2 separate regions of the Mus musculus genome follow, and region 1 is linked to region 2. The links are chromatin contacts, called in public HiCAR-type maps. All regions are on one chromosome and are shown on one strand. Each heading gives the region's core, a stretch centred on a gene start, on an enhancer-like site or on the middle of the called end of the contact. The rest is flanking DNA. Distances are from core to core; before and after follow the strand shown. Region 1 holds the start of Cbr3 (carbonyl reductase 3). Region 2 overlaps Runx1 (runt related transcription factor 1).

Evidence for each region. HiCAR-type assays count read pairs that join an accessible place to other places.
Region 1: a contact with region 2 is called in a HiCAR-type map of astrocytes, with 3 times the contacts expected there. The contact joins the promoter of Cbr3 here to the enhancer-like site in region 2. A contact is called at or near these places in 2 of 39 promoter capture datasets (embryonic stem cells and liver) and 5 of 115 datasets of contacts at active chromatin or transcription factors (astrocytes, embryonic hindbrain, embryonic stem cells and 1 more).

What each region holds. Positions count from the first base shown.
Region 1 is chr16:93,681,852-93,684,551 of GRCm38.p6, forward strand. It overlaps Cbr3 (carbonyl reductase 3), which reads left to right and starts at 1,368. Exons shown (of 3, transcript NM_173047.3): 1 at 1,368-1,762. The coding sequence starts at 1,474.
Region 2 is chr16:92,622,905-92,625,604 of GRCm38.p6, forward strand. The region is part of intron 6 of Runx1 (runt related transcription factor 1); the gene reads right to left. Among named protein-coding and RNA genes, the nearest start is that of Gm30224, 28 kb to the left of the region's middle. Within about 2 kb of position 1,302, at least 60 of the 459 cell types and tissues checked have an H3K27ac peak or open chromatin away from gene starts, as enhancers often do. A contact at or near this core is called in astrocytes and pancreatic cancer cells, where this site is marked.

The sequences.
Region 1 (2,700 bases), core at 118-2,617, 1.1 Mb after region 2:
AAAAAGCGATTTAAGAGCGGGTTTATCCTGGCTCACAGTTCGAGAGTCCAACACTGTGGGGTCCTAACCACATGAGCATAAGACAGATGGTCAAACTGTGTGTGGGGGTTGGGAGGAAGGGGGCGGGGTTCCCGTGTATGCAGAGGTCAGAGGTTGACAAATGTCTTCTGCTATTCATCTCTTCCTGATTCTTTGAGGCAGGGTCTCTCACTTGAACCAGACCTTGCAGACTTGGCTAATCAGCTCGCCTCCGGAAATCCTGCTTCTGGGGTCACACAGCAGCCACACTGCCCCACGTTGTGTGGAGCGGGGATTTGAACTCTAGTCCTCATAACCTTCACCCACGGAGCCAGCTCCACAGCCTTGGCCCAGCTCACTTTCTCCGTTTCATTCAGTCCAGCATCCCAGTCCCTGGAACGGTACTGAGCTTAGGGTGGGCCTCCTACCCCAGTCAGCCTAACTGAGAAACTCCCTCAGAGACAGGCTGAGAGAGAGGTCTGTCTCCTAGATCCTCTCAAGTTAACATCACAGGCAGGCTAGGCCCCCACAGAGCTCACCTTCCTCACCTCATTTGAAACAGAAGGTGGAGTCCGTAATAAGAGGCTAAGGCAGTTTGGCCGGATCAGCTCGGGAAACGCTGAATCACTGTGAGTGAGGACTTAATTGTCCTTCAACCTCACAATCCCTAGCCAAGTAGGATCAGCACAGACTCGATTCCACCCAAGAAGGGAGGAGGTCTGATTGCGTGCCCACACTTAGACACGCCTGGAATTTTGTTCGTAGGTTCAGCATCTCCTTGGGAGATGACTCGCATAGACTGAGACCAATGCAGATCTATCTGCATACCCAGTACACTTGGAATAAACCAAAGACCGGCACTGAGGACTCCCGTACTACTCAAAACAGTTCGATAAACATGAGCCTTCTCTCCCACGTGGGGGCGCACCGAGACCTCCAGCCGCGAGGGCTCGCCCACACCTGTTCAGTCTACTCCCAGGCACTGTTCCCTGAAGTCCCTGAGCAAACCGCGGGGTGTGTTAAGTAATCTCAGAGCGAGTTCCGCAGAAGCAAACATTTGCATTCTGCAGAGAACGACGGGTTCTCGCCCAAGAAAATTACGGAGCATTTGTTTTCCTCCTTTTGAAGTTTCCCCAAAATAGTTGTTTCAATCCGACTGCCACGAGTCCTGCTGACCCCTTCCTTTGGGAGCAGCGCTTGTCCCTGACCACTGCTTAGCTCGGAACCAGGATCTCTACACTGGCCGGCGGGCGGGCGGGCAGGCGAGCGGGAGGAGGCGGACCCTTCGGGAACAGACGGCTCCTCCTCAGAGGGGAGGGACAGGCTTCTCAAGGCCTTGCTCTCTAGCAGTCGCAGCGCCGGGTCCCAGAATCTAGTCCTACGCCACGGTTTTGACCACGCGTGACCCGCTGCCCAGCCGGCCCGGCCATCAGGTGGTCCGTGTGTCCCTCTGACATGTCGTCCTGCAGCCGCGTGGCCCTGGTAACTGGGGCTAACAAAGGCATCGGCTTTGCGATCACGCGTGACCTGTGTCGGAAATTCTCCGGGGACGTGGTGCTCACGGCGCGGGACGAGGCGCGGGGCCGCGCGGCGGTGCAGCAGCTGCAGGCGGAGGGCCTGAGCCCACGCTTCCACCAGCTGGACATCGACGACCCGCAGAGCATCCGTGCGCTGCGCGACTTTCTGCGCAAGGAGTACGGGGGACTTAACGTGCTGGTCAACAACGCGGGCATCGCCTTTAGAAGTAGGTGTGGGGCTCCAGGAGGAGGTGTCCCGGGGTTTTCCGAGGGTGCTGGGCAGTGAGCCTCTGGGATCCGGAGGCTGCGCCATCCCGCCTGGGTGCACCCGGCTCGCGCTCTGCGTGGCGAGTTCCCCCGTGCGGTGACTCGGGTGCGGGCCCGCCCAGGCACCCCACTCCATGCCCGACCCGGCCGGCGGCCTGTGCGGGCCTGTGCTCCGCCGGAGGCCCTCCTTGGAACTTTCAGCTGCGCCTGTTTGGAAGAAAACCGGTCTCTTGGGAGGGGACCACGCCTTGTCAAGCTCATCAGCTTTCTGTCCCACGCACGAAGGCTTTTCTCAGAGAAGGGTCTTCCAAAAAAATAGGGTTGGAGCTTTCGCTTCGCGTGAAACAAGGGCGAATTCATAGATGCCAGTAGATATCTGCTGAGGACAGGAAATGGGTCGCCCGGACACAATTAGCGCCCTGGCACGATAGTGGGTTTCCTACCCGCTTTAATGGAGCGTTTTGAGAGGCTCTGGCAAAAAGGAAGCGAGCTCTGCTTCCCTCCTCCTCGGGGAACTAGGTTTGTTATTAAACTTGCAAGTGCGGTTTGGAAATCATCTTCCTTTAGGGGAAAAAAAACCCAAAAAAACAAAACAAGATCGCTTACTCTAACAAATGTCCAATTAGCAAAATTATCCAGTTGCCATGTGCTGGAACTGAAACAAACATTCCAGCTTCACTGAAAATGCTGAGAGAGCCGGAGACTAACGAGGGAGGGAGACTATTGTGCAGCCGAAAACTCTCCAGTTGGCCCTGGACACCCATAGGCGCCTTGCGTGAGAGCCAAGACACCCTTGTACCCGCACTTCCAAACTCTGGCATGTGGGCTTTGGGGAAGGGGAGGGGCGAGCTCACCACCTCAGCCACTCTCAGCGTTGTCGGATGGAAGGTTTGGTGAA
Region 2 (2,700 bases), core at 52-2,551:
CTGGCCCTTGGGCGGTCACATTAAGTGAACAGCTGAGACTTTATGAGGGTCCTTAACATGCCTTAGGGTGATGGTAGGCACCAAGAAAGGAGTGGCTATTCTTCTTTGGAATTGCAGAGGGTGGTGATGATGGATCTATTATTACCTGTACAATGTCAATCAGGGCCCAGCCTAGATTGAAGTCCGACCTAATCCAGGCTCTATCAAGCCACTAGGTGGCTTTGTTTCCTTTGGGGGGTCACCGCTACCTGCGCAGCTCCCAGATCTCTGTGCCAAGGGCTGTCACTGAGCCTACACTCGGGACCCTGGTGGGAGAGCAGAGGTCACCTCTACCCCAGCCCCATGGCCTGTGCGTGCTCAACCTTGTAGTCTAGCATTGTACTACTCACTTTGTTAAATGTTAGAGCTGCTTGGGAATTTCTAAGGTGGCTTAACGGACAGAACTCAGGCCCTGTCCCCTGTGTTCCTCTGACCAGGGTATTAAGCAGAGATTACAGCGTTCATTCTTCCGCAGAGTATTAAGAGAAATTCATATTCATGGGGACAGAAAAGAAGATCCAATGCAATATCCTCTAGAATATTCCCCAAAACAGAACAGATGATGCCGGTTGTGCTGTGGCTTGTACTGGCTCCAGGCATCTCTAGTATCTGGGTACCGCTCCACTGTTCCCTATTCCCGGACCAACAGTGCTCAGGCAACAAGAGAGCAAGGGCATGACTCTCCAGTCTGAGAGGTTGCAATGGAGACACCAGTTTGCCTCTTACTGTTGAGGCAAGTGGGCATACTCCCCTCCTGTGAGGAGGGGTCATTGCATCAGCCTGTGAGGTACTGTTAGGGTGAGATAGTATCTTGGCCTGACCATTAGCAGTTCAGTTGTAGTATGAAAAGGCAAGAGAGTCTCCCCTTGCTACCCTTTCAGGGAATGGTAGTGATGTCCAGAGTGAGGACTGCTTGGGCTTGTCCAGCACAGACTCTTTATCCTCACTGCCGGTGCTCCACATAGCAGAGACACCGCAAGGCTACCAGGAATAGGACTTGTCCCAGCCAGCCAGAGTTCCAGGGTGCAAACCGTGGTTCCCACAACCATGCGTGTGTGGTTCCGGTGGCTAAGTGCCAGCGCGGAGACGCAGCATGAGGGAGCGTCTCTTCCCTGAACACCACAGCTCCAGAGGGAGTCCGTACCCGCTCTGCAGAACGCAGGCTCATGGCAGGGTGGCGCTGTGCCTGCCAGGACACAGGGTCTGAAAGCTGAATTGCAAGCCAGGGATTCATTGTTCTTTGTCTTCTGAGGTGTGAGTCATGTCAAAGGGTTGTTCTTTCTTTAAGAGCCTTCATTCCACACTCTCAACTCACAGAAGAACATTCTGACACAGGGGAAATAGAAAAATTCCACAGAGGTGAAATGCCTAGCCCCCTTTGGTAAATGTTTGCAAGAGAGATCCAGTCAGTGTCTGCCCCCATGTTCTTCTCCTCGTGCGTTGTGTGTGTGTGTGTGTGTGTGTGTGTGTGGAGGGGTAGGTTCAGAGTTCTGGTCTGGTCTTAAATGTCTGTTCTCTCTGGCCTGAACCTGGGACACTGCTGTGTTTTCCTTTCCTACACACCAGACTTGTCCTCTTAGAATCAATTCCCCAAAGCAAAGCCCAAGAGAAGCACCTCAGAGAGCTGTGGGGTGGGGGCGGGGAACTCCCTCTCCCATCCTCTAGCCAGGCTATGCACAGGTCTCTCTCTGCATCAGAAGAATCTAATAAATAAGTCTAGGGTTTTCCTGCTTGGGGGTGGGGGGTGGTCAGCCTTTCATGATTCCTGGCTGTTCCTATCTGGGTTGTTCTAACACATCTTTCACAAGAACTGTCCTGTCTGACTGTCCATGCAATGGACATTAATCATTGCACTTCCATTTGATCTTCCATGGCCTCCCCACAGTACTAGAAACAATGGTAGATCAGAGAAGTGTATTCTCATAGGTCTTGTTGTCCACCTAGAAAGATGTAACCCTCACATACCTTACCATCCCTCTGCTGATGACCTCAAGATGACAGTGGGATGGGTGGCTAGGAATTATCATGAGCCATCCTATGGACCTACCAAACTCCAGCCTCTTTTCCATAGATGTGCCTTTTGGAGGCTCGGTGCTTATCACGCGCCATAAACACAAGGTTCCTCCTCCACGTGGACCCAGCAAATGTTCTCAGACCCAACTCTGTGTCCGAGGCTCCTAAATTTCTCAGATGCTTGCCATCAGCAATAGGGTGGGGAGACGGGGCCAAGAAACTTCCCCGCAGCAGGGGTCGTGTATTTCTACTCAAGCATTGGCTTGTTTAGGGTTCCCTGAGGTCTTCACTTCACTCTCAAACACTGAGGCACCAGACAGTTCTCGCTTCTATGTTTCCCCGCCTGTAATCTCTCATTTTCGTGGGAGAACCACAGGAGGGGGACTCACTCACTTACATTTGCGGCCCCTTTGCACACCCCAAGTAACTGACCTTGATCTGAACTAATTGGGATGGCAATGGATTAATAACACAGGTTGGTGAGGTAGAGTCTGCCATGCAGGGGAGACCTTTGAAGATAAGAGTCACGCGTGCTTTCATAAAGTAATCCCTGGTGCTCTGAACAAAGGACACAAACTAATAAAGGCAGACTCATTTGGGGGCACCCTCCACTCACAGAGGAATTCCACCCCGTGCTCTGATTCAGAG